Regions from separate parts of the Mus musculus genome. Here all the other regions are linked to region 4. Evidence: chromatin contacts called from public HiChIP or PLAC-seq and promoter capture Hi-C data. All regions are on one chromosome and are shown on one strand. The core of a region is the stretch at or near the end of the contact, and the rest is flanking DNA. Distances in the headings are between cores, read along the strand shown. Region 1 holds the start of Nfs1 (nitrogen fixation gene 1 (S. cerevisiae)). Region 2 holds the start of Ggt7 (gamma-glutamyltransferase 7). Region 3 holds the start of Phf20 (PHD finger protein 20). Region 4 holds the start of Rbl1 (RB transcriptional corepressor like 1). Region 5 holds the start of Snhg17 (small nucleolar RNA host gene 17). Region 6 holds the start of Rbm39 (RNA binding motif protein 39).

Evidence for each region. Promoter capture Hi-C pulls out the DNA fragments that hold promoters and counts their contacts. HiChIP or PLAC-seq counts read pairs in DNA pulled down with a chosen protein or histone mark. Capture Hi-C pulls out chosen DNA fragments and counts their contacts.
Region 1: a promoter capture Hi-C map of pre-B cells shows a contact between it and region 4, with 5 times the contacts expected there. The contact joins the promoter of Nfs1 here to the promoter of Rbl1 in region 4. A contact is called at or near these places in 2 of 39 promoter capture datasets (cranial neural crest and pre-B cells), 1 of 484 Hi-C or Micro-C datasets (pro-B cells), 3 of 115 datasets of contacts at active chromatin or transcription factors (embryonic forebrain, large pre-B cells and pro-B cells) and 1 of 9 other capture datasets (liver).
Region 2: a contact with region 4 is called in a promoter capture Hi-C map of adipose tissue, with 4 times the contacts expected there. The contact joins the promoter of Ggt7 here to the promoter of Rbl1 in region 4. A contact is called at or near these places in 1 of 39 promoter capture datasets (pre-B cells) and 3 of 9 other capture datasets (adipose tissue, liver and pancreatic islet).
Region 3: a contact with region 4 is called in an H3K27ac HiChIP or PLAC-seq map of large pre-B cells, with 2.3 times the contacts expected there. The contact joins the promoter of Phf20 here to the promoter of Rbl1 in region 4. A contact is called at or near these places in 1 of 39 promoter capture datasets (the C10 cell line) and 1 of 115 datasets of contacts at active chromatin or transcription factors (large pre-B cells).
Region 5: a contact with region 4 is called in a promoter capture Hi-C map of liver, with 4 times the contacts expected there. The contact joins the promoter of Snhg17 here to the promoter of Rbl1 in region 4. A contact is called at or near these places in 1 of 39 promoter capture datasets (liver) and 2 of 115 datasets of contacts at active chromatin or transcription factors (embryonic forebrain and embryonic midbrain).
Region 6: a contact with region 4 is called in a promoter capture Hi-C map of pre-B cells, with 4 times the contacts expected there. The contact joins the promoter of Rbm39 here to the promoter of Rbl1 in region 4. A contact is called at or near these places in 3 of 39 promoter capture datasets (the C10 cell line, pre-B cells and second pharyngeal arch cranial neural crest), 4 of 484 Hi-C or Micro-C datasets (the MNK3 cell line, Th1 cells, centroblasts and 1 more) and 1 of 115 datasets of contacts at active chromatin or transcription factors (thymic regulatory T cells).

What each region holds. Positions count from the first base shown.
Region 1 is chr2:156,142,240-156,146,574 of GRCm38.p6, forward strand. It overlaps Nfs1 (nitrogen fixation gene 1 (S. cerevisiae)), which reads right to left and starts at 1,947. Exons shown (of 13, transcript NM_010911.2): 1 at 1,781-1,947; 2 at 1,128-1,219; 3 at 1-3. The coding sequence starts at 1,901. It overlaps Romo1 (reactive oxygen species modulator 1), which reads left to right and starts at 1,914. Exons shown (of 3, transcript NM_001164216.1): 1 at 1,914-2,041; 2 at 2,220-2,350; 3 at 3,363-3,555. The coding sequence starts at 2,220. The coding sequence ends at 3,471.
Region 2 is chr2:155,512,652-155,517,041 of GRCm38.p6, forward strand. It overlaps Ggt7 (gamma-glutamyltransferase 7), which reads right to left and starts at 2,195. Exons shown (of 15, transcript NM_144786.2): 1 at 1,978-2,195. The coding sequence starts at 2,146.
Region 3 is chr2:156,194,590-156,198,816 of GRCm38.p6, forward strand. Phf20 (PHD finger protein 20) reads left to right here and starts at 2,058. Exons shown (of 18, transcript NM_172674.2): 1 at 2,058-2,208.
Region 4 is chr2:157,203,280-157,207,468 of GRCm38.p6, forward strand. Rbl1 (RB transcriptional corepressor like 1) reads right to left here and starts at 1,255. Exons shown (of 22, transcript NM_011249.2): 1 at 1,021-1,255. The coding sequence starts at 1,176.
Region 5 is chr2:158,360,094-158,364,100 of GRCm38.p6, forward strand. It overlaps Snhg17 (small nucleolar RNA host gene 17), which reads right to left and starts at 1,429. Exons shown (of 6, transcript NR_027887.1): 1 at 1,312-1,429; 2 at 850-977; 3 at 371-506. RefSeq lists a cis regulatory region at 1,361-1,637.
Region 6 is chr2:156,177,410-156,181,641 of GRCm38.p6, forward strand. It overlaps Rbm39 (RNA binding motif protein 39), which reads right to left and starts at 2,829. Exons shown (of 17, transcript NM_001291114.1): 1 at 2,478-2,829; 2 at 1,768-1,831. The coding sequence starts at 1,818.

The DNA of each region.
Region 1 (4,335 bases), core at 697-3,196, 1.1 Mb before region 4:
ATCCTGAACAGAAGAAAACAGAGCCCAAAGTCAATTCAGAACCTGCTCGAGCCACCATTACCTGCCAACCTTGCTCAGTGCATTTCCAACCTTTCAGATACTCTCTGCTTTCTTCCACTTCTCAGACACTAATCAAATAGCAACCTGATATATGCCCACTTCAAACTGCAATGTTCTGCAATTCCCACAAGTCTTTCTTTAATTTTTTCATTTACTTATTGAAAGATAAGGTCTTATGTAGTTGAATCTGACCTCATATTTATAAGCCTGCCAGGTTGCCCACTTCAAACTGCAATGTTCTGCAATTCCCACAAGTCTTTCTTTAATTTTTTCATTTACTTATTGAAAGATAAGGTCTTATGTAGTTGAATCTGACCTCATATTTATAAGCCTGCCAGGTGTGCTGATACACACTTTTCTTTTCTTTTTTCTTTTTGGGTTTTTTGAGACAGGGTTTCTCTGTATAGCCCTGGCTGTCCTGGAACTCACTTTGTAGACCAGGCTGGCCTTGAACTCGGAAATCTGCCAGCCTCTGCCCCCGCCCCCCATGCTGGGATTAAAGGCATGTGCCACCAATGCCTGGCACATTTAACAAACAAACAAACAAACAAACAAAAGTTTGAGGGGGCTGGAGAGATGGCTCAGCAGTTAAAGAGCACTGACTGCTCTCCCAGAGGTCCCGAGTTCAATTCCCAGCAACCACATGGTGGCTCACAACCATCTGTAATGGAATCTGATGCCCTCTTCTGGAGTGTCTGAGCATAGCTACAGTGTCCTTGTGTATATATAAAATTAAAAACAAAACAAAATAACAACATAGGTTTGAAACTCCCTATGTGGCTTAGGCTGGTCTTAAGCTCACTCAAACTACCCATGCCACACTGTCCAGCTCCAACACCCGAGCAATTACTATTAGTTATAATGCCTGTACTGGAAGGATCTGACAGGGTCAGTAGCTAAAAAACAGTAAAGCCTTTTCTACTAAACTAACATCTTAGCCTCCTGATTCCTGGCAGCTCCTTTTCCTAGCACATTTAATAGTTCTCAAGTCGGATGAATTTTAGCCTGTCGGTGAAATTTGTCCTTCTAACCTTTCCTCCCTACAAAGAACCTCTGTTAGTCCTTACCAGAGGAGTGGTGGCCTGTACGTCCATGTAGAGAGGTCGCAGCACTGCCTCTGCCTCTGAGTGAACAGGCGAATGGGGGCCATGATCTACAACTAACAACAGATAGCAGTGGCAAAGTGAGAAACCGTGGACGAAGGGCACACAAAACAACAGATGGTCAAAGCTTCTTTGAGGTGAATTTAAGGAAGGCGGAGGTCCAGTGTCAAAGTAAACAAACAACAACACGCGCTGAAAGACATCGAGTTAAGTAATAGACACAGGGTTCTTGGAAAGGGCGCGGGCAGCAGCAGTCGGGGGCAATGTTTAAACTACATAGCACCGAGTGGGACGAGCTGTAAAAAGCAAAGCCATTTAGAAGAAAAGTGAAAAGCGCAGGTTCCTTCAAAGGTTCACGGCAGGAGGAAGCTCATCTAGCATCTTTAAGACTTGGTCAGGAGAGAACTGAAGGATGAGAATTCCGCTCAAGGGAAGTGCGGAGCAGTATGTAAGGGCCCTCCCGAAAACAAATAGGAGACCGGGCGACGGGAAGGTTTAAGAGACTGGGCGATGGAACAAGGCGGGTAGGATCCGCAATAATGCAGTGCTTAGCAGCACCGACCCAAGGGGGTTCGCTCCTCCAGAAACCGTGGGAACGAAAAGGAAAGGGAACGTACCGCGCAGGCGCAGTCCCCGGGTGGGCACCGAGGACCTTCCCAGGGCCAAGGAGGTAGCCGCCAACGACGCCCGCCTCCAAGCGGCTCGCAGCAGCATGTTCCCAGCCACAGAGCCCACCATCCGCGGCGCTTGCAAGTCCTCAGCCCATGCTCCCGGAAGTAACTGCGCTGTGCTCCGGAAGCGATCCCACGGACCGCGAGCGCCCTCCGCCTAGCATTCGGAGTGAGACGTCGAGCTGAGCGATCGCAGCGGAGAACGAGGTGAGGTGGGGCCCGACAGTGGCCTGCGTCGCGCGTGCGGGGTCCTCCATCGCGAGGGTGGTGGAGGCGTGCCGCGGGCTGGCTTCTGACCCGGGTGCTATGTGACCCTGCTGTGCGTCCCCTGGCCGACGCCACGGCTGGTGACCAGGCCCTCACTGTCCTAGCACTCTCGCCGCAGATGCCGGTGGCCGTGGGTCCCTACGGGCAGTCCCAGCCCAGCTGCTTCGACCGCGTGAAGATGGGCTTCGTCATGGGTTGCGCAGTGGGTATGGCGGCCGGGGCGCTGTTCGGCACCTTCTCCTGTCTCAGGTGAGCCTCGCGGACAGAACTTCCTGCCTTCCGAGGGCTCCAGAGCCCACTCAGACGAGGTTGAAAGCACAGGATTTACGGATCTGAGTTCTAAAGTCAAAATGGCTTTCTGACTCCTTTGTTAGTTCAGTGTTATTGAGTTTAGTGGAGTACTGGACACTTACCTCCACTTTTGTAAGAGCCAATCATATTAGTATGATTTACATTATCTGGCACGTCGTAATTACTTAGCGAAGGGTTATTATTGTTGCATGGCGTTTTAACTCCCAACTGCATGTAATGAAGCAAGCCTGATGAGAATTAGGTGTAGTGAAATATTCTACCTCTGAGATAAACTGCTATCACATTTGGATACTGTGCTTATAAATTACTATTTACCCAGCACTAGTTTAATTGTAGTGCTAAGTACTGTAGTTAACCACCGAGCATTAGCTGTGAGCACCTTAAATCCACCAGCACTCTGGACGGAGTGGCAGATTCCTGAGTTCGATACTAGCCTGGTATATAAATGTGAGTTCCAGACAGCCAGGGCTGTTACACAGAGAAACCGTCTCAAAATAAATAATAATAATAATAAATAATAAATTAAAAAGTGTAGTTACCGAGTCTGTAATGTCCATTTTACACTTTATGCAGTTTATAAATTGCAGCGCTTGACTCAATCTAGGTTAAACAAAACAAAACACTAAGGAATTATCTAGAAGAAAACTGGCTACTCAATGATAAAATACCATAGAGGCACAAACACGACTGCTTTCTTGCCCATGTACTTCATTATCTCTGCATCTACAAACTAATGCAGCATTCAGCACAGGTCCTAGAGACCCTAGATAGATATTTTCCTTGTCATTGCTAATCCTATGTGGGGAAGAGTAGCATTTTAAGAATGACAAATGAGATTGTCAAGCTGTTAGTGCTTAATATATTCAACAGATTTTAAAGGGGGGTACTTAGTTCAAATCTCTATTCCTGTAATTGTATTCCCAAATTGCTTTCTTGGTTTCCTCCTCAGGATCGGAATGCGGGGTCGGGAGCTAATGGGCGGCATTGGGAAAACCATGATGCAGAGTGGCGGCACGTTTGGCACTTTCATGGCCATTGGAATGGGCATACGATGCTAATTAGGGCTAGGATGCCCTGCAATACCTAAACTTCCCCATCCATTTCGACCCTTGTACAATAATAAAGTTGTTTTCTTCTCGTTATATCAGTCTATTTTTACCTAGTATTTATCCTAGACCCAAAGGTTTGGTAGTCCCAGTACCCATCTCAATGGTGACCCAAAATTGTTTCATTCTAACTATGATCTGTCTTCTGGAGACAAATAACCAAATCTCTACCCAGGCTTGTTGATACACACACTTTATCCAAACACTCTGAAGATGGAGACTCGTCGTTAAACCTGTCCAGCATACCAATTAAATAAACTTTAGTTGCTTACTAACAGGTATCCTGTTAACAGCACATTGTATGAGATTGTCTAGTTCAGAAAAACATCACCAGCCTCAGCATTGAACATTTTAATTATCTAGGTTGCTAACAAAATTCCTTACAGGAATTTTTGTTACCTTACCCCTGTGATGGCCAAGAATACAAACCTGATTAGCCTTGGTGAGTTTTTCTGGTTGATCTTCAGAATGTCATTAGGTAATAACAACTGACAATTCAAAACGCTTTACTGAACATCTTATTCAAGAAACAATTTTGTTATTTTTCTCTTGATACATCTAGGATGTAAGATATATTGGTTGGCAAGCTTTAGACACCCAAGTAGGTCATACTTTATTTTTTTTGAATTCATAATTAAGTTCCCTTGTTCCAATCCACAGCCTCCTACAGTTGCTATCTGCTAAAAGGCTAAATAATTCATTACAATGCATATTGTGCCAATTGATTGAAAGACGGGGCAGTACTTGGCTTCACTTCGTAGCACCTGTTGTACAAACTATAAGCTCACTTCCAGAGGACCTCCACAAGTACCAAGC
Region 2 (4,390 bases), core at 945-3,444, 1.7 Mb before region 4:
GGCACTACTAGGCTGAGAACAGAGAAGGTCATGACAGCCTACAAGCTGTTCTAGCTGGACCAAAAGAGTCTTGGGACTTGGAAACAGGCCTAGGTGACATGGCACCAAAATGCTCATACTGTAATGATCTCAGGCAAGTCCTGAGAACCTTGGTGTCCACCCTTGCGGTCAAGTTTAAGTTCCCGGGAGCTTGGGTAACCAGTCTCTATGCTGAATTTCTAGGCAAGTGTTCTACCGAGTTATACCTCCATCCCCTCTCTGTTGAATTTCCACCCACACCAGTATGATGCCTACACGGAACTCCCCCAAGGCATTCCTGAGGTTTGGGAATTCCATCCCCTATCAGCACTTCATCTTGCCAGCTTCTCCCTTTCATCTATTCATTCAATAATCATTTACTGAGTGCCCAACACTGTGCTGAATTCTGGAGAAAGAATAGTGGATGAAAAAGCCACACTCCCTGCTTTTCGAGGCCTCATAGACAACAGTAAGCCCAAATAAATAACCACAGGCTTTTTAATAAAGCAGTGACCTTTAACGGGGGCCAGAAGAAGACAGATCAAAGGTCCTGCTTTGTTATCTGGATATGCTTTATAGAGGTGGAGGAGAAAAGGAAAGCCCAGTACAGGGTAGGCACACCCACTAAACTGTAGTAAGTCACGGCTGTACTGCTCTTAATCTCTGAATAGAAAACCCAAATTGACCAGGTGGCTGGTGTCAATAGATGACCAGAAGGTTCCACCAGGACATCCTTTCCCACATCCACTCTTGTACCGCCAAGGCTACCCTGCGCCCCCCCCCCAAGAAAATTAGTTTTGACAGGCAGCTCTGACATTTGAGGTCCCAAAGTCTACACAGCCCATTCTTAATCCCATCACAGGTAAAGTGAGATCCAGTCAGGCTGGTGGGTTCTGGTGGTCAGGAAGCAGAGGAGAGGATTTCAGTCGCCAGGCTGGGAGTGACAATGGAAGAGCCAGGCTAGAAAGGGCCGGAGCAGCATCCTCCGGTATAGACAGGGATATAGCTCAAGTGCAGGCACCACCAGGAGGAAGTCAGGGAGCAGAAGAATGCTCTGGTGCCAGGAAGTGACGTTGAAGGAAAGAGGGCAGAGGGATGCTGGATAAAGAATGGTGGGGAGCACAGAGCTGGACCACATGGGCAGGAGAGATAGCAATAGGGGAGGAATACCAACGGATCTCTTGGTCCCCAGCTCCCTCTCTCAAGCCCAGCTTCCTTCCCAAACTCCATCTCCTTCAGTTTCAGCAGAGGGTGGAGAACACAGATCTTGTTGCTGACCAGAAGCTCCTACCGACCTGACTAACATCCGGGCCAGATCCCCATCTCTGGAAGGGGTAGGGTAATCCACAGAACAGCAAAGGCACTGTAGTCCCCAAGGACTTTGAGAGGTCATGCCGTCCATCCCCTTGTCTCCCAATACCCAGAATCCCCAGACAGAGAGGAATCACATTTTCTTTACCCCTCTCTGGACATGAAGAGATAGATTCTCAGCTCTTCTCGGGACACTCTGCTTCCCATAATCCCTGGCTATGGTGAAGTTCTCCTGAAGATCTAGACTCCATCCCGCCTGCTGCAGTCTCCTACTTGGCTTTTCTATCCTGTCCTCTGTGGCTAGAGAAAAGCTTTTACTAGGTGACCACAGCTGTTCTTTAGGCTCTCCCCTCCAGCATCCCTTTTTTCTCAATAGGTTCTTCCTAAAAGGTAATCATAATCTCTCCTGCTGCAGTCCTTGCATCCCCTCCCGTGTCGCATCCTACGCCTCCAAGGCAAAAATACCCCCTTTCCCACCAGACAGTTAACAGGGCTGAGGAAGAAGGGGAGAGGTCCAGGATGCAGAGGATGAATGAAGGAGATGGGAGATTGGAAATGGATGCTCAGAACAGGAGGAGGAGGACCAGGACACCAGCCCCCACCCTCAACCCCCCAAGGCGGGGCAGGGATGGGGCCAGAGGGCCTCACCAGTATCCGGGTCTCCCAAGAAGGCGTCCTCGTCCTTACGGCCCCTCAGTGGGGCCGCAGGCGCTGGCTCGTCCTCCGGCAGCCTCGGGAAGCTGGTGATGCTCATATAGTCCACTGGTGAGTAGGCGCCTAGGGCGCTCTCCTGGCTAGCCTCGTTCTCAGCCGCCATCCTCGCCCTAACCCCCAGCAGCGCAGCGCCTGCCGGAAGTGGCAGTGAAGAGGGGGGTGCGAGGGCGGAGGGCGGGGTCTGAGCTCCTGGACAGCCGGGAGGGGGCGCCCCCACCGTCAGCAGTGTCCTAGTATGACTCGCCCCCGCCTGCTTAAAGTCTACTGATTGCAGCCTGCAGGCAGGTGCAGGAGGATGGGAGCCCAGAGGACAGTGGAAGGTTGCCAGGATGAAGACGCTACTCTGGGATCCTCAAACAATCCCTGGCCCTTCCTCCTTCCAGTCTGAATCCAGCCCAGATTCCATATGCTTCTAGAACCACAGACTGACTTTTGAGCGCAAATTTCTCTTTGATTTCAGATCCTCTTCGGACCACTCACTTCCTGGACTCCAAATTTCTCTGTGGTCGCCAAGATTCCCCTCTTCTGATCTCAAACTACTTTTCCGACCCCACTAAGACTACTTACTCTTCATACCCGCAGTGTTCTTTTTGACTTACGACTCTGACTTCATTTCATCCCAAGATTCCTTTTCAATCTCCAACCCCTACTTCATCCTGACTGCTTTTTCACCTGCAGGCCCCTCTTGAACCTCTCTTTTGATCTCACACTCCTTCCTGTGCCCTCCCTCCCCCAGATTGCTCACATTTCTCTTTTAAACCCCAACTCCTTCTGGAACTGCCCTGATGTATCAGCATAGGAGATTGGCCCTTCCTGAAAGCCCACCCCCAACTTTAAAATCTTTAGAAGCAAATCCTCAGATTCCACTCCAGGAAAAGCGATTCAGTAGGCCAGAGCATGGCCTTTGGAACCTTAATATTCTTTGGCATTTTAAAGAATGCTTGATGTGGTTCTGAAGTTAAAGTAAAAGAAGTAATAATGGTGTGGTAGAGCAGGGCGGTGGGATGGGAAGGATAGACGGCTAAGAACTTAGGAAGTAACTCCTTGGTAGAGTGCTTGTCTGTGTGAGGGTTTGACACACAGCATCAAAAGAAGAAAAAAGGAGAGGAGGAGGAGGAAGAGGAGGAGGAGGAGGAGGAGGAGGAGGAGGAGGAGGAGGAGGAGGAGGAGGAGGAGGAGGAGGAGGAGGAAAGAAACAAAGAAAGAAGAGGGGAAGGTAAGAAGGAGAATGTGTTTCTGTACTTGCCAAGCCCATCTCTGGAACCACTCTCCTAGCTCCAAGAATGATAGTTATAAGTCCAAACTTCTACTATTCAGTCCACAAGTAGGGAGATGGGATTGGTGAAGCTGTGGACACACAATATTCCTTTCTTTCCTGGTCCCTGGCTCCAGGCTCAGTGTGACTTGAACTGTTTTAGCATTTACCATGGATCATGGAGCTGCAGTGCTACTTATAGACAGCAGGGGGCAGCAGTAGATAGGGAACAGTTGCAGGAGAAAGGTTTAGGAAGAATGGAGGGTCAGAGCTGGGCAGTGGAATTGGGAATAAGGGATGGTGGTCTTCAGATCAATAGGCAAACTTATTTATGCCTTCTTCCCCATACAGAGGTTCTTATTGTTGGAGTCTATAGCGATCATTGTTTCTGTGACTCCTTCTATTCCAATGAGAGTTTTGTCGCCAATGAGATCTGTGTGGCCTGAGTGCTGTCCACTCCGTCAGTGTATGTAGAAGGCCCTCAGTGAGGACTGAACCCTCTCATCGGGGTTCAGATATCTTTAGTGAAGTCTTTATCTCCTAGAGGAAAGCCTGTTTCTTAGCCTGGTAATGCCATCTGCATCCTATAAGCAGGGCTTTTCCGAGGGGTCTGAGACCTCCAGAAAAAGCTCTGCCTTCTTAATATAGTTTGTGCAATTTCAATGAAGTGTGTATTTGTTCAGAGGGGTTGATGTCTCCTTGAGAAAGTATCTGTTCCCTCGCTGAGACCCTTGTCTATTCTACAAGGTCTGTATGTGCTTAGTGAGCCTTAAAACCTCCCCTCAGGATTGGGTTGGCTCTGGATCATATGTCTGAGCATGTGTTTTTCAGTTTAGGGTGGGCTAAGCATATGGTCAGTTGGACAAAGATCAGTGTAGCAGGTGAGTTGATGGGTCACAAGCCCTAAGTAGACATTAAATGGCAGGAGCTGGCTGCTTCAGACCTCAGATTCACTCTTGTAGCTAAATAATTAAAGATCCTTGTTTTGACAGTCTGAATTGTAAGATGAGGTAGTCCTTGGTGATAACTGTAGGAAGGAAGTGGAGGGTGTCCTGCTCGGCTTCCTTTTGGGTGAAGAGGATAGAGGGACGC
Region 3 (4,227 bases), core at 808-3,307, 1.0 Mb before region 4:
CAGGCTGGACTGGAACTCACTGTATAGAACAGGCTGGCTTGGATCTCATGTGTCTCCCTCTGCCTCCAGAGTATTCTTTTAAAGACCATGGACAAAAAGAGAAACTGACAGGAAGGCCAAGGGACAGCCTGTGCTCCAGAGACATTGTTTACAAAAGAAAGGGGTCAGGGTGGTGTCCTGTGGATCACACAGTGAGGAATTCCTGATAACAAAACCAACTAGGCCTCCAGCTTCAGATGGCTGAAAACAGTGACTGTGGAGGGTTTGGAATGTTGCAGGTCTCAGAGCTGGTTTCTCCTGGGCTTCTAAAGGCCCATCTGTGTGTCAGATCTAGGATCCCAATAAAAGACAAGCCATGAACTGTATAGTTAACAAAGCCCTATTCTCCACCAATGGAAGGGCTAAGAATGCTACCACATAGCATTTAAGCCCTCCAGCTGAGATTACTCCATTTTACTCTAACTACTTACTTAATGTTTCTACTAATTTCTTGTTGTTTTGTGCTTTTGTGTTTTGTTTTTTTTCTTACTCTCTCTCTCTCTCTCATTTTTTGTTTTTGTTTTTGTTTTTCTTCTTTGAGACAGGATTTCTCTGTGTAGCCCTGGCTGTCCTCCTGGAACTCACTTTGTAGACCAGGCTGGCCTCAAACTCAGAAATCCACCTGCCTCCTGAGTGCTGGGATTAAAGTCTTGTGCCACCACGCCTGGCCTTTTTTTTTTTTTGGTTTTAAGGCATTTATTGTAGAAAGGCAGAGAGAGGAAGAGAGTAGGGAAGGCTGAGAGTAAGAGCAAGAGAATAAGAGGTAAGAGAGTGTTCTCTTTGAGAGAGGCTTTCTCTTCATAACCCTAGCTGTCCTAGAATTTTCTATGTATGGGATTAAAGGAGCCACCACACCTGGGCTCTACTAATAAAATTTTTATTTTATCTTATTTTTATTTTTTATTTTTGGTTTCTTTGTATACTCCTGGCTGTCCTGGAACTCACTCTGTAGACCAGGCTGGCCTCCCAAGTACTGGGATTAAAGGTGTACGCTGCCACCACCGCCCGGCTTTTTTTTTTGGGGGGGGGGGGCAAATGTTTTGCTTGGAGAGCTATGCTTTTGTGTGAAGAATGACTTTTTTTTTTTTTTGAGACAGGGTTTCTCTGTATAGCTCTGGCTGTGGTGGAACTCACTCTGTAGAACAGGCTGGCACTACACGAAAACAGTGAACAATGACTTTAATCTCAGTATGTCAGGGGCAGAAATGTGGATCACTGTGAGTTCAAGACAAACCTGTCTATACACTGATTTCCAGTCTAGCCAAGGCTACACATATTGAAACTGTTTCAGAAACAAACAAACAAACAAACAAAAACAGCATCAAGTGTGGTTAGATGAGCAAAGGCTTAGATTGACAAGTAGTGTAGGGACATGATGCGATTAGACATAATTTAAGAAGTGCAAGTTTGGTTGCTCCCAGTGTCAAATCAAAGCATGATCGCCTCAGTAAATAGCAATTTTACCACTTCTCGTTAGCACTTGCTAAGTCCCACTGGAGAAACCTCTTTTTTGTTGTGGCGGCATCTTGGACCTTGCTCCCTAGAGACAAAATTCGGCTTTTTCTTTTCAGTTCCCGTTGGAATCCTTTTCTAAGGATGAGAGAGAGCAAAGGCAGAGGTGAGAAGGTTCAGATGAGGACTTGATAGGGGCAGAGCACAGAGGGCGGACTGGTGACAATCGATCTTGAAGATTTAGCTCTTCTTCTGGAGAAGGAACAAGTCGTTCTGATAAGCTCTTGCGTGTGAAGAGCGGATTGGAAGAGGGAAAGTAGTGAGCTGTAAAGACTACGATCTCCGTGGAGCGTGGTGACAGACGGGGTAGAGGGAGGTGGGCGACTTTCCACCATTTAGAAGGAGAACTAAGAGGGTACATAGGCAGCACCCAGGCCAATGCTTCTGGTGACCTCAGCCGTCACGGGTGAGTGCGGACTCGGCGTTCCCGCTTCAGGGAGGTGGGCGTGGCTTGCTCGCGCTGTCGTCCTGGCGACCGGGAGGGGCGGGGCCCGGGGCGGGGCTGTAGGGAGGCTGCGTCACTCGGCGGTGGAGATGGTGCGTGTGTGTGGGGGGCGGGGGATACGCTGGGCGCGTCCCCGGGGTCACGTGGTGCGCAGCGCGCACAGTCCTTCTGTCGGTTGGTCTGGAGCGGCGCAGCAGGAGCGGGGCCGTGAGGTGAGCTCGTGGCGAGGCGCGGCGACGCGAAGCCAGCTGGTTGGGGCCGTGTTGGGGGCAGGCCCCGTGCCGCGCGCGCGCTGTGCGGGCGGGACCGGGGACGGACGCCCCGGCCACTGCGGGACCCTGGCTCACTCCTGTTCCCCGACTGGCCCCCGGATCACCCAGCCCCGGAGGGAGGCCCGGGGACCGCTGCTGAGAGCGTGGCGGGCGTGCGAGCGTCGCCCAATCACTGCGGCTACCCGCGGGAATGACGGCCGCTCAGGCCAATCAGCGGGGCCCGAGGGGGCTGGGCCGCGAGGTGCGGGCCCGGGGCGCGGAACGGGGCAGTGGGGGTGGGGATGGGTGCTGAGGCTGCACCCCCTGCTTAGTCCGCGAGATAGGGGGAGGCCTAAGCTGCTGCCTCTGCCGCGGGGACGGGTTTTCGTGAAGTGCCTTTCTTATCCTGATCTGGGAAGCACACCCTTTCCTCACGACCCTGTATATGGGAGTGTCCCCTTTCTCTGTAGTTTGGAAAATCTGGGCGTCCCTCCACTCTTAAAATCTCTAATCTTGGGATTTTTCTCTCGATTTCTAACCGTCCCTGAAAACGGATTGAAATCATACTCTCTTTTCTTTGCTCCCCCATACTGAGGGAACACTCCTATATTCAAACCTAATTAACAGTTTTCCCTTTTCAATTTGGGGTCCAGTCCGTTAGTAGGTTCCTCAGAAATCAGGTCACTAACCAAAGTTATCTAATACTTTATTATTATTATTATATCCCACAACTCCAGGGAGGACGACCTCTGTCCAGGCCTCAGCTCTGGTATGTTTTCAGAAGTTAGTGAATGTGGGGGTCAGTTCTTTTTTTCTTAGTCCTTTAGTGTGGAATGCGCACCCCTTTCAGGCTCTTCTCCAAATCCTGATGCTTCTGGCACATAGTTTGCAGTTTCATCTGTAAGGGGCTTCACTAACGTGTCCTTAAGTATGTCTTGGGGCTGCACTCTTTGATGAGTTCTCCAAGCTACCTTGTTTCTCCGGGGGGGGGGGGGAGGGGATTTGTTTTCCTATCTGAGAGTATCTTTGCTTTCAGTGTCCCTTTAAGGTTTGAGATGCGCCTCTTTTAGCAGGAAACAGACCACCTTTGGGGCGCAGCAAGTACTTCTGGCACACTTTTCTCCTGAATCCTTTCATTCCTAAATGTGGTGCACCCCCCACCCACCCATTTTTCCCACAGCTTCCTTTTTTTTTTTCCTAGTTGAAAGCCATATTTATTTGGCCTGTGCAAATTCCAGGAAGTTATCCCTCTGCTTCCAATTTGTGGGACTTAGAGATCGAACTCAGATGGTCATTCTTGGCTTTAAGTGCTGAGGCATCTAGCTAGACAGTCCGTGTCGTGTCCCCCCCCCCCCCCCCCGCCCCCCCAAGGGTTTCTCTGTGTAGCCCTGGCTGTCCTGGAACTCACTCTGTAGACCAGGCTGACTTGGAACTCAGAAATCCGCCTGCCTCTGCCTCCCAAGTGCTGGGATTAAAGGCATGCGCCACCACGCCAGGCTGTCTCTTTCTCTCTTTCTTTTTTCTTTTTCTTTCTCCCTCTTTGTTTGTTTTTCTTTGTAGCTTTTCTGCCATCAAGATAGTTTCAGTCTTAAGTTCCCTTCCCTCTTTGGAACCTCATTCCCTAATGTGCTCTCCCGGGCTCTTGGGCCTTCCTTCCTGTGTTGAGTGCATAGCTGCAAAACACTTCGTCTGTGGCCTCTTCTTTTTTATTCCTCAGGGCAGTTCTTATAGTTACCCCACCCTGAGCTGTTCTTCCCTGATAGGATGCCCTTTCATGCACATGGCTTTTATTTGTCGGTTGTGAGGTTGTCTCCCTGGGTAGCTCAGGTTATCCTGGAACTTCCTAGGTGGCTCAGGTTGGCTTTGAAACCCCCTGCCTCTGCCTTACAAGTGCCAGGGCACAGGCAAGAACTTCCATGTCTGGTTCACATGACTTTTTATAGGTAGTTTATTTTTTTGCAAACAGGAATTCTCTTTTGG
Region 4 (4,189 bases), core at 5-2,504:
CTGCTGTAAAGACAAATTTTATATATGTGTGTGTGTGTGTGTGTGTGTGTGTGTGTGTGTAGTCTCAGGTACTTTTCTCTCATAGGAGTATAGACATGTGTACAACAGTTGCTCCCTATTTCCTACTCCCTGACCAGCAATTATTTCGCTGGCAGTCTGAGTCAGAGGAATCCTATATGTGAATCCTGCCCATGTGTATAATGAAAGCTTTTGTACATCTCAGTTAGATGCTGAAATAGTCTGTCTCGATACCCCCTGGGTATATATATATATATGTATACACACACACACACACACATATATATCATTAACATATGTGTGTGTGTTACTGGGAATACCTAATAATGATAACAAGCACCATTTATTTTATTCAGAGCCAGATACCACATCAATCGTTAGAGCAACGGCCTGGCAGAGAGGAACGTGGGGCTGAGAAGAGCTTTGTGTGTGCTGACTTTGATCTATCTAACTACAGTGCATGGTATAAACGAACTAACTGCTACACTCGATTAGGTGGAAGAATGGAGGAGTTAAAGGGCTCAAACTGCTGTACCAGGTTGCATGGCAAACTGCGTCACCTTGGGCGCTAAATTAACTTCTTACCGACCCCACTTTCTCCCTCTGTGGAATGGGGATCCAGTGGTGTTTCAAACGAGTTGGGGAAGACATAATCAAAGGGCTGAGCAGCGATGAGTAATTCATTTTACCGCGGGATCAGGTCTGATCGATTTAACGGCAGCACCGCGCCGTTTGGGGCACTGGGCGGCGCGCAGAAATCAAGTTTGAAAGTTGGGAGCCTAGGGAACCCCCGCAGAACCGGCGGCTCACTTTCCGATCTTCGGTTTCCCGCCTCAATCCAAATGGGTGGGTTGGCCGAGCTACACCCACCCTTCCCTCCCCGCACTCCTCGGAGACCCTCGTAGGTGGGGAACTCCCACCGCCCGATAGGCTTGGGGCGGGGGCGGGCCGGGGGTGGGGCCTGGCGAGGGTCGGGGCCGCCGCCCACCTGCCGCCGCTCACCTCTAGGCTGTAGTTGCCGCGGATGGCCGTGAAGTCATCCAGGGCTTCGGCCGCGCTTCCCTCGTCCAGGTTCAGTTCCTGGCACAGGGCCTGCAGCGCCTCCCTGGCCGCGGCGACCGCCGCCGCCCCCTCGGCGTGGGGCTCGTCCTCGAACATATCCCCCTCCGGCCCGACGGGCGGCGCGACCGGCTTCGGGGTTTTCTTTTCCCTCCCGGCGAGCTACCCACAACCCCCCGCGACAAAGCGCGCGAAAATCGCCTTCTTGAGCTCGCCTTCCCTTCATCGTCTGCCTCCGCTTTTCTTCTCAAAAAGTCCCTTTCTCCTCTGGAGCCCGCAGCAGCCCGTCTCCCGGAATGGGATAAGAAGATGGACCTCGGACTCTAACGGAGATCTAGCTCGGGCCCTGGGTGGGCAGCTGCGGGGCTCCGGGCCGCGGGGACGGACGTGAGAGAGCGGGGCGGAAGGATCCGAGCCGGTGCTGAGGCTGCCGGGACTGTAGCTCGCGCCCCGCGCTCTCCACCGCGGGTTCCCTGGTGTGGGTGACTTGGGACTGCGAGTCCGTTCACGCTAGTGGGAAGCCTTCTCCATGACACTGTCCTGTGGACCCTAGGTTTGTCAGCTCCCCGGCGCGCCTCCAGCCCGCTCTCACTGAGCTTTGACCCTCGATGGAGGTGGAGGCGGGAGCTGCCGAAAGTGGCTTCTTCACGTAGAAGCGCCACGTCAGAGACTCCCAAATCTCGCCAGAAAGGGATGCAGGGACAAGGGTTTGGGGTGACGGGTCTCAGCCTCACTCCCAGGATTCTGGAAACTGTCCCAGTAAATAGTCGTTTCAGGAATAGAGATGGTCCTCGCGCTTACCTGAAAGGTGTTTTTAAAACCTAAACTAGAACCTGATCGTTTTCACTCAGAATCCTGCACGAGATCATTTTTTGTCTTTAAAATACAGAAAAATAATAGCATTCAGATGCACCAGGTAACTCGTAACCTTGGGAATATCAAGCTAGTTCTCAGTCGCAGGAGGCTTTTCTCCGTGTGTGAAAATGCTATTGTGCATATCTTTGCATACCTTGCTCTTCATCATTTAAGTCTAATTTTAACCTTCTCAGGCCATTACTGAGCAGTACATCTATAAGCTGACACCTAACTTCTATTTCATCGTCTCCATTGTACCTTATCTGAAATTGTCATACTTATTGATCAGCTCTTCCAAGAGAGTTGGATGGTAGGATAGAATCGTTTGCCTTCACTGTATTCCCTGATTTGGATTATTTCTCTTCTACACTAAGGACTTGGGGCAGTGTGTTTGAAAATTACAGAGTAGTCCTTGTTTGGATGAAGGAGTCACTAGAGAAGAAAACAGGGACGTCAAGGCAAGTTATGAAGGAGTTCCTATGCCCCACTAAAGCCTCATGGTATACTCAAAGCAGAGATTTTAACATGTTAATGATGATTAATTTGTTTTGGACAAAATCCACTGCTGCGGGTATGGCCTCGTGGAGACTACCAAGTTTGGAGGTAGTAGAGTGTTGTCTTACATGACGTATCGGAAGGAATCGTTGAATTAAAATACAAAGGTGTACTGCTCAAGGAAGAGTCCTGATATAGGGAGATGGAAAGCTCTCTAAATCCCTAATAGGCAAATGACAACAGACCAAAGAAATAGCTCCAGCCTCATCTAGCTTTAGTGAGACGGTGAATTAGTTTACTGGGGTTACATAGAGGAGTAGCAGGGGTGACTCAAAGGCATTGCATCATCAAAAAGCGCATTCTGTCCGGGGTGACAATTGCAAAAGCTGCATCCTTGGAGCTCCCTGCGTGCACTAGCTGAAAAATCTCCCTACGGAGTTTGGAGGATCTTTTGTAGAAATCTATTTATTTATTTTTTGTCTTTATTTACAGAGCCTACTGTGGTAGAAATCCAAGTGTGTCTGAAGAATCTTTTTCTTACAGCCTTAGCTCAATGATAAGCCAGACCTGCTCACTCATGAAACAGAATGGAGAGGCCTGGAAGGTGAAGAGAAAGCAGACAGGACCAAATGTACTAGGTATTTCTGAGCGACTGAGTTAGGAGTGGTGAGAGGTTCCAGTGACATTGGAAATGATGGGAGCTGAAGAGATGGCTTAGCAGATAATAAACAAGCGCTTGCTGCTCTTCAAGGTGATGTGGGTTCAGTTCCCACCACTGACAGGGCAGCTGGCAGCCATTCATAACATCAGTTCCAGAAGATCAGATACCTTCTTCAAGTCTCAGCAGTTACCAGCCACAAACATAGAGTACACACATACATGCTGCAAAACACTGATATACATAAGCTAAAATACATAACCAGATAAGCTTTTAAAAACAAAAACATGTGAATGGGAAATAAGGTTGGGTTTCCCCATTCTGTTCTTCTAAACATAATACTGGAATAGTCTACTGTACATTATCTCAAGATTATCCCATCATTACTTTTTCTGTAAGAAAATTTAATATTAAAACATTCCTAACATCTGAGGTAGTTCAGTAAATGGCAGTCCTCTGTCTCTAAGCGTGTATGTACTTCATTCTATGAATTTTAACCAACAAATATAAATAAACTAGGCATTGTTGTGCTTGATACCATCTATTGGTGGAATTACTCAAAAAAATAAAATTTTACCTTAAGGGAAGGGGATTCCACACGAAATATGAAAAAAAAAATGGTCATTCCGCTTTTTCTGGTCACTTGTAATATAAACTATATCCCCAGGTTAGCCTCTCTAATCAATCCCCTTACATTTTTGGATTTCAAAAAGAGACTTCATTTCTGTTTCTGTGAGAATCTTGCTGTATACCAGTGCCTTACATAGCGTTTGCTAAACAGGTCAGGGTGATCTTGCACTAGTGACAGTTCTCGACGTCACAACTGCTGGAATATAGGCATAAGACACCAAGCCTGGCTTGTTTTCTCACATTTTAAGTACGGAAATTTAAAGATGAATATCTTTCCCTATAGGTTTGTTTCTACCCTGAGAATGGAACAATTCATGAAATCAAATCAAGGACTGAAAAAAAGGTTCACAAATAAATACCAGTTTTTATATAACTTCATTATCTTTACAGTATAGGAGGGACCAAAAATGTACAGTATACTAACTTTGGGAATGAAGTGGCCAGTCTATGAATTTGATAAAATAGTAGAGGCTC
Region 5 (4,007 bases), core at 179-2,678, 1.2 Mb after region 4:
ACAGTTCTAATAAGCACTGGCCACGAGACCTGCAGTAGGCTCAGCACTTGCTGTCTTAGATCAATGCAACCTGCCCAGCTGGCAGAACTGAGGTGACAGGACTCTTATGTCACAGAGGTAGTCCCATTTTTCAGATGAGGAAATCAAGAACCAGACAAGGCCCGGAAGCCAGCAGAGAGCAGTGGCTGAAATCTGGATGGTGCATATGACCCCCAAAATCTTCTGGCTCCTTTCCATTCTGCTCTCCACCCACCAGAGTAAAGCAGAAGGGTACAGAAGCGACAGTGGGAACACAGGACACACAAGACACAGATCCCAAGTGGGTACAGCAACAAGCAGGCACACCTCAAAGAACCCAGCCTCACCTCACCTTCACCCACTTCCAACTATAAATGAAGAAACTGAATCCCCCATCCCAGGGCACAATCCTCACTCAGGAGCACCAGTTTGTCGATGTAGCAAGACGGAGACAACTCTTTGGCCACTGTAGATCCCAGCTGTTATTTCTGCAAATACAATAAGCCCAGGTGAGCCACATGAACAGCACCCAGTTACCTGGGAAAGCACCCAGAATCCCAAACACAAAAGCTGCCAGGTAGCAAACCACGGAGCATAGACACCCCCCCCTTTCCTCTGTAATCCCCACTATGCAACATGGAACAGAACTGTCCCCAGAATCTTGCCCTTGGTTATTTCGAGCCCTCACCGAGCTTCTCTCTGCACAGTGGCTTTGTCGACCTCCTCAAAAGTAGTAATCAGAACTCCACACCACCCCTCTGCTGGTACCCATGGGAAGGCCAATTACAGGCACCCGGGCTTCAAGTTGCTCCCGAATAGCAGAGCACTTACCCAGGCATCCTCTCCCTGGACAGTGGGTGTCCATCTCGGAGTTGAAGGGAGTAGGGGGTTCCAGAAGCTGTAATCTGTCGACCCAAGGAGCTTCCATCTGTCTCCAGGAGGGCTGCGCAGTCTACAGCCTGGCAGGACAACGGAAGCGGCTGCGGCGCAAGGCAGGGCGGGGCAGGGGGACCCAGATGCTGCACCCGGGGTCCTGGGGGAGTCTCAACTTAAATCCTGGTCAATGGATTCGCCTTGGTAGGATGCTAAAAACATGGGACACAGGTCGTAAACACCGACCCACTTTTTGTAGGCGACAGACATGGCTTTGAGGCTTCAGATACTCAGACGGTGAAAAGCACGCGGCTTGAGGCCCTCCCTCCTCTAGACCCAGCAGACCAGCCGCCCACCGACGGCCCGCAGCCCGGTTTCCTTGATGGAGGAAACGGCGCTGCCCATGCACCTTGCACTCACCTTGGTGCCCTGTATTGGGGAGACGAGCCCGGGAACATGCGGGATGTCTGTAGATTTGGGCGGATGGCAATGGCCAGAGAGGAAACACATCCACGCGACAGGAAACTGTGGTCTTCACGATGGGCGCTGGCGGAAGAACAAATGACAAAGCACGCTGCAGCCTAGAGCAGCATCTCCGAGCGGCGGGCCCTCCAGCGCCCCCACGAGGAGAGGAGACTAACAACTGTTTGAACATATTAAGTTAATTTTTTTTTTTTTTTAAACAATGATACGTTTTAGGAGGAAACTGTCTCTCGTTTGCCGTATTTTTTCTGTTTGTTCTGAAGCAGACCTCTCTTACAAACTACTGATTCCACAGCACATGGCTCAGTGGTGTCACAAAGGAACAAATGATGACTTTAAACACCACCACACGAGGTCAGTAGTGGCTTGAGACTGGCATGTGGAAGGGATGAGAGCAAAGAATGAATGCTTTGCTAAAAGTCTACCTAAAAATCATAAGGCCGATGGGACGATTCCCTTAACCAGAAAAGTCCTGATCCAAGTAACAGATGAGAGACAGATGTTTGAGAAGGAGCTCACGTGTTTCCAAGTCTTCATACTCCCAAACTCTGCTTGGATCCTAGGCCAAATGTGGCTCTTGGCCCTATGTACAGCAGCTCTGCCCTTGGGGCTGAAGAAGGAACTCCACTGAAAGAGTCCAAATGACCTCTGAGCCAGCCATCTCTTCCGCCTCTAAGGGTGACTTAAAGACAAAAGATAGTCTGGGCTGGAGAGATGGCTCAGTGACTTAAAGCAATTGCAGAGGACCTGAGTTCAATTCCCAGTACTCATACAGAGAGCCTAATGTTTGTCTGTAACTCCAGTTCTAGGGGATATGACGCCCTCTTCTGTACATTGTAAACACTGCCTGTAAAAGTGGTACACATAGTATTTCAGGCAAAACACTCGCAGGCATAGCATTAAAAGAAAGAAAGAAAGAAAGAAAGAAAGAAAGAAAGAAAGAAAGGAAGGAAGGAAGGAAGGAAGGAAGGAAGGAAGGAAGGAAGGAAGGAAGGAAGCCAGGCGTGGTGGCGCACACCTTTAATCCCAGCACTTAGAAGGCAGAGGAAGGCAGATTTCTGAGTTTGAGGCCAGCCTGGTCTACAAAGTGAGTTTCAGGACAGCCAGAGCTATACAGAGAAACCCTGTCTCAAAAAACCATTAAAAAATATATATATATATTATTAAAATATATATTAAATATATATTATATATTAAATATGTATTATATATTAAATATATTAAATAAGTATATTTAATATATATATATATAATATATATTAAATATATATATAAATATATATTAAATATATATTAAATATATATATATATATTTTTTAGGGCTGGTGAGATGGCTCAGCGGTTAAGAGCACTGACCACTCATCCAGAGGTCTTGAGTTCAATTCCCAGCAACCACATGGTGGCTTACAACCTTCTACAGTGAGATCTGATGCCCTCTTCTGGTGTGTCTGAAGACAACTACAGTGTACTCCTATCCATTAAATAAATAAATCTTTTTTTAAGAAATTAAGGCAAAAGGTAGATGTATTTTTATGAATTTAATACTGTAACAAGATATTGTGTCAGCATTGTCATGGTTAATATTGCCAACTTGACAGGATTCAGAATCACCTAGAAGACAATAGGCTAGGCACATCTGTTAGGGACACCAAGATTAAGTTAGCTGCTGGGCTTGTTTGTAAAGGAATGATCTAGATTATACCAAACAAGATGAGAAAGCCCACCTTAACTGGGTGTGGACAGCACCATTCTCTGGTCTGGGGTCTTGAGCTGAACAGTGGAGAATTAGCTGAGCAGTAGCAATTGTTACTCTTTGTGTCCCAGCTTTGAATGCAGCATGACCAGCCATCTCAACCAGAACCCCTCTCCCATGATAGACTGTACCCTCCAACTGGGAGCCAGAATAGCTTCCTTCCCGATCAGCTCGCTTTTGTCAGCGTATCTTACAGAGCAATGAGAAGGCAACTGATGTCATCATATTGGAGTTTTCTTTCTTTCTGGATACTGGAGGTTAAACCAGCACTAAATGTTTCACCCCCGCTAGGTGATTGCTTTGTCACTAAGCCCAAACACCAGCCCTCTTTTAAAATTTAATTTTGAGGGGCTGGAGAGATAGGTCAGCAGTTAAGAGTACTGACTCCTCTTCCAGAAAACTCAGGTTCAATTTGCAGCATCCACGTGGCAACTCACAACTATCTGTAGCTCCAGTTCCCAGAGATTGCCCACCCTCATGCAGACATACATGCAGGCAAAACACCAATGCAAAATATATATATATATATATATTTTAACTTTGAGATGGATCTCACTAAATTAAGCAGGCTGACCTGGAAGATGCCATGTGGGGGGAAGTGAACTTTCTGGAAGTGATCCACCATTTTGCACAGCTGTGACAGATGTACTACAGAGAGTCACAACCCCTGGGGTTTTGTTTCTGGGTTGTTTCTTGCTACTCCTGTTTGTCATTGCTGTATTCCTCCTGTATCTGGCATGGTGTGAATGGGCGTGAAGAGACCCCCATTGCTTATAGTCTGGTGTGATGGTTTCATGGGAAACAGCCCACTCTACTGGTCAGTCTTTCTGCAGATCAATGTAAAGATGAACTTTCATAGGATAATGCTATTTAGATGAAT
Region 6 (4,232 bases), core at 1,579-4,078, 1.0 Mb before region 4:
TCATGAGGACGAAGTGGTAACATTTCAAGTTGTCAAAGGGTAAAGGGAATAGGAATAAGAAAATACAAGACAATTTTAAAACTAATTACTTATTTACTTTAACATGGAAGGCTATAAAATTTAGATGGTATACGTTTAACCACTTTGTTGCTAATAATTAAGTCATCAAGAAACAAAAATTAAAATCTTTCCACATTTAATATGTTATATTTTACTTTCTTACATTGTTTAAGTATTAAATAAGTCATCCGGAATTACAATGTTGAAGTGGTTAAAGATTTCTATGAAACATGAAGTCATTTTGAGTTTTATTCCATGTGCTATTGTCCCTTTTGTCGGTACCATGGCTCTATTTCTGCCTAAGCCCCAAGTGGCCATGCTAGCAGCCAGCCACTATCGATTTCCTGTGACCGATGCCATTCCTGAGATCTTCGCCCATTTCCGTTGGAGGGTTGGGACTGTAAGAGCTTGATGCCACCTCTGTCACACATCTCGCCCTGAAGCAAACAGGGATTCACACTGCTTTAGTAATGTTGACTCCCAAGAACCCAAGAAAAGTTAATTAATAATCCACCAGTCCAGCCTAAACATTTCCTACTTCCATACCTGTTTACATGGAATTATATCCAAGTTAAACTAAGACAAGAAACATTAAAACAGAAAGTATGGCTTCAAGAGTCTAGCATTACAAAATTACACTATTTAAAGCTATCAGAATTCATCCAAAAGGCACCACATGGTCGTGCTACACTCCAAGACAAATGTATTATTTATAAACGGTTTAAGCGCAATGTTTTTATTCCACAGTTTGAACACATCACCAATAGTAGGATCTCTAAGTTACCAGGCTTAAGGTCTGAGACACCAGTGACAATGCATGCATGCACACTGCTATTTTCACCACCAACTGGTCAAAGAATGAAGAGTGCTGACTTTTACTGTGATACCGAAATGGGTCATATTGTATTACTGGCCAAAATACTTCCTTTCTAGTTTTGAGTGTGAAAAGCTATGGCAGGGCCTAATTAAAAATAAACACTATGGAGAGCAGTAAAACAGTCATCAAGTGACTCTAAGCTGTGATACTGTCTCTTGCTTTTTTTCTTTTCTCTCTTCTGTTCTTTTTCTTGGTTTTTTTTCCTCTTTTTTGCCAATTTCTATTCAGGGATCCAAGAATCTTAATAATTATTAACTGAAAAGCAGATCAATACCTGCCTGTATTCAGGTTTACTATCACCAGTCTTATATCTATTTATATAAAATAAAATTTAAATCTCACCCATTTCTTCTTTCAAGACTTCTAAGATTTACTTGCCAGAGACTGGTTGTAATTTATTATTCTTGGACCCCTGCAGTTTTCCCAAACCACTACATTCACCTTTTTGCTATACCAAACTGGAGCTGGTAATTCTTAGTTGAGTCATTTTACCTAGGGGACCACGGTACAGCGATAAGTCACTCAATTACTACCTTATGATTGACAGTTCACACTGGAATCAAAGGTGAATTCATGGGAGTAGAGGTGAGATATCGTTAGGCAAGTCTACAAAGAGAGATAGATGGGCATTTATTCATCACGCTGAAGTGAAACTACTGCACAATATTATTACATCAATAGCATATATTTACTTTTGTAAGTTACACGTATTGCATCTCTGATAAGGTAATCAAGAGGGCTCCGGGAAGGTTAGTTTACATTTCAGCAGTAGTTTCGTGAATAATGCTAAATTAAGAAATATATTAAAGCTCACTAGCGTGTTTTCTCACCTTCTTGTAAGGGGCCTCAAGCATGGCTTCAATATCAATATCGTCTGCCATTTTCTCTACTCGCCTGGGGAAGAACAAGACAGTCCTGTAAGTACACCTGCAATTCTGCTAAATAATAAAATAAGATAAAATGTCCCCTTGATCTCCCATCCTCAAAGCCTGAGAAAACTCCTTTGAAAGCGCTACGATGGCTAAAATTGTGCGACGCCCATCAGACAAGGCTGCCTTGGGTACGCCAAGTGTCACGTTCCTTGTACCTAAGACAGGAGCAGGACTCCAGGTCGAATTTCAAAAGCCCGCCCGCGAGCGGCTAAAAGCGCCCCCAGGAAGGATGCAGCGGAGCGCTTCCTCACCGCACAAAACCCGCGCTGCCATTTTAGCGGCGGAGGGAGACTCCCTCCGCTGGGAGGGGTTGTGTACCACGGCGGCGTTCCACGGGCGCCATGTTGGGAGGTCGCGACCAGCCCCGGCCCTCGGAAGGACAGATCTTTATCTGACCGAGGTCCCCACGGAGGTCCCGGCCGCTACCAAAAAACGCCCACGACGTCCTTGCCCGAGATGAAGGGCACGGCCGAGGAGAGGTGACCCCACCGTACCGGGAAGGCCCCCTCCCCCTCTGCGCGCCGAGCAAAGCGGCGAAAAGCCTCGGCATCGCGGAGCACCCAGCTCGGGCAGGCGACCCACTCCCCGCCGGCCGCGACGCCCCGTACCTGTGCGGGCTTCCGCGCGCCTGTGCTCGCCACGGGAAGTCGGCTGCCGCCGCCGCCGCCGCTGCTGCTGTCGCTACTGTTAAGCCACTAGGCCCAGGCCGCGGTACCGCCCAACCCGAATATCGGGCCCCGAGGGCGTCTAGGCCCAAGCGAATCTAAAAGAAACAATGGGATTAAAGGAGCCCGCGACGGAGAGCAGGGCAGCGGCTTCGGCAGCTCAGGATCCACCCCTGCGACAGCGTCGGCTAGCTCCCTGAAATGGCGGCCGCTGCTCCTCCGTACTCACAGTCACCAACACATACACACACACAAACACCCGGGGTCTCCCGGAGCCGCAAGCACGGGCTCTCGCGAGAAACTGCCCCGGGTTCCAGACTGGAAAGCACGAACTATCGCGAGATCTCTCACCGCGGCTCCCGGCGACCGTGGCCCAATCTCGCGCAATGATTGCGCCACAGATGATCACAGTTTCCCTTCCCCCAATTCCGAAAGGCTTCTCGGACTCCCCCGCCAGAGCTGCACCCAAGTCTCGCGAGGGTGCGTCCTCTATCGGGCAAAGACAGTTGGTGCCCTGACTGTCAATCTTTGGGAGGATTCCTTGCTGAGTGGTGCATCGTTGCTGTCATCCTGGCTGGTGTCATCTCCTCGCTGGGTGTGAAGGTTTCCCCTCTCAGAGCCGACCCCCACCCCGGACACCCGCCCTCCCACACAGATGGCTGTCAAGGTCGCCATAAGGCAACCTATTATAATACATATGGCTGTGGGCTAAGACAGTCGTGTCCAGACCCACCAGTGGTGAAAACGCATGCAGACAAGAACGAGCTGTACACAGGGGAATGGGAATAAAAAGTACGATTTTCTTGTCGTTTGGTGTCACCAGTTAGATGTGGGCTCGATAGTGAAGCTTCGCAACACCCTTGGAAACCGGAGGCGGTGGCCGGGCTGGGAAGAAACCGCAGTGTGTAGCTTTCTAACCCCTGAATTTAGTCGGGCTCTGAATCGGGGTGGTTTGTGACTTTAAAAGGTCCCCTCACTTTTCCCTAGGATTTTGACTGTGTGAATTTACCGCTTTTGTTTAATTTTTGTTGGATTTTATTTGGTTTGCTTTTTGTGTATTTGGGAGTGGTTAATTCTGTGGTAGAGAAGCTGAGTGATCATTGGAAGGTTTTTTTTTTCTCCCACTTTTACATAATAGAAAACGTTTTGAAATAAAATATCAAACCAGTCTGGAAACCTATCAGCAGCTTAATAATTGAGGGTATAAAAGGTCCAAAATGTCACACCTTGCTTGGTGTAGCCACTCCAACAATGTGACCTTGAGCAAGTAAATTAAGCTCTCCATATATTCCGATTCCTCCTCAAGGGGGGAATATTATAATTAGTAGCAAGGATAAGCTTGACACTAGCCAAGACTGCAAATATTCACTAATTCCCAAGTTTAGCAGGGGATGTATGTCCAGGTGGACTCTCCCTGAAAGCTCGTGAGGAGTAGGAAGAGCATGTGGAATGATGACAGGAAACTTCTTGGGGCTGGCAATGTAATACAGTTGGCAGGTGACTTTTCTAGCATGCCTGGTAGAGCTTGTCTATAGTTATGCACTCAGAAAACAGAAGCAGGGGGATTTCTGTGAATTTGAGGTCAGCCTTATGAGTTCCAAAAAATTTAGCTGATCTGGCTTTCTCTCTCAGATGTGGCACACTGCATGAAATCACTGATAGTTTCCTGCTGAAAGATTAGGCTTTCCAACTTCCCTT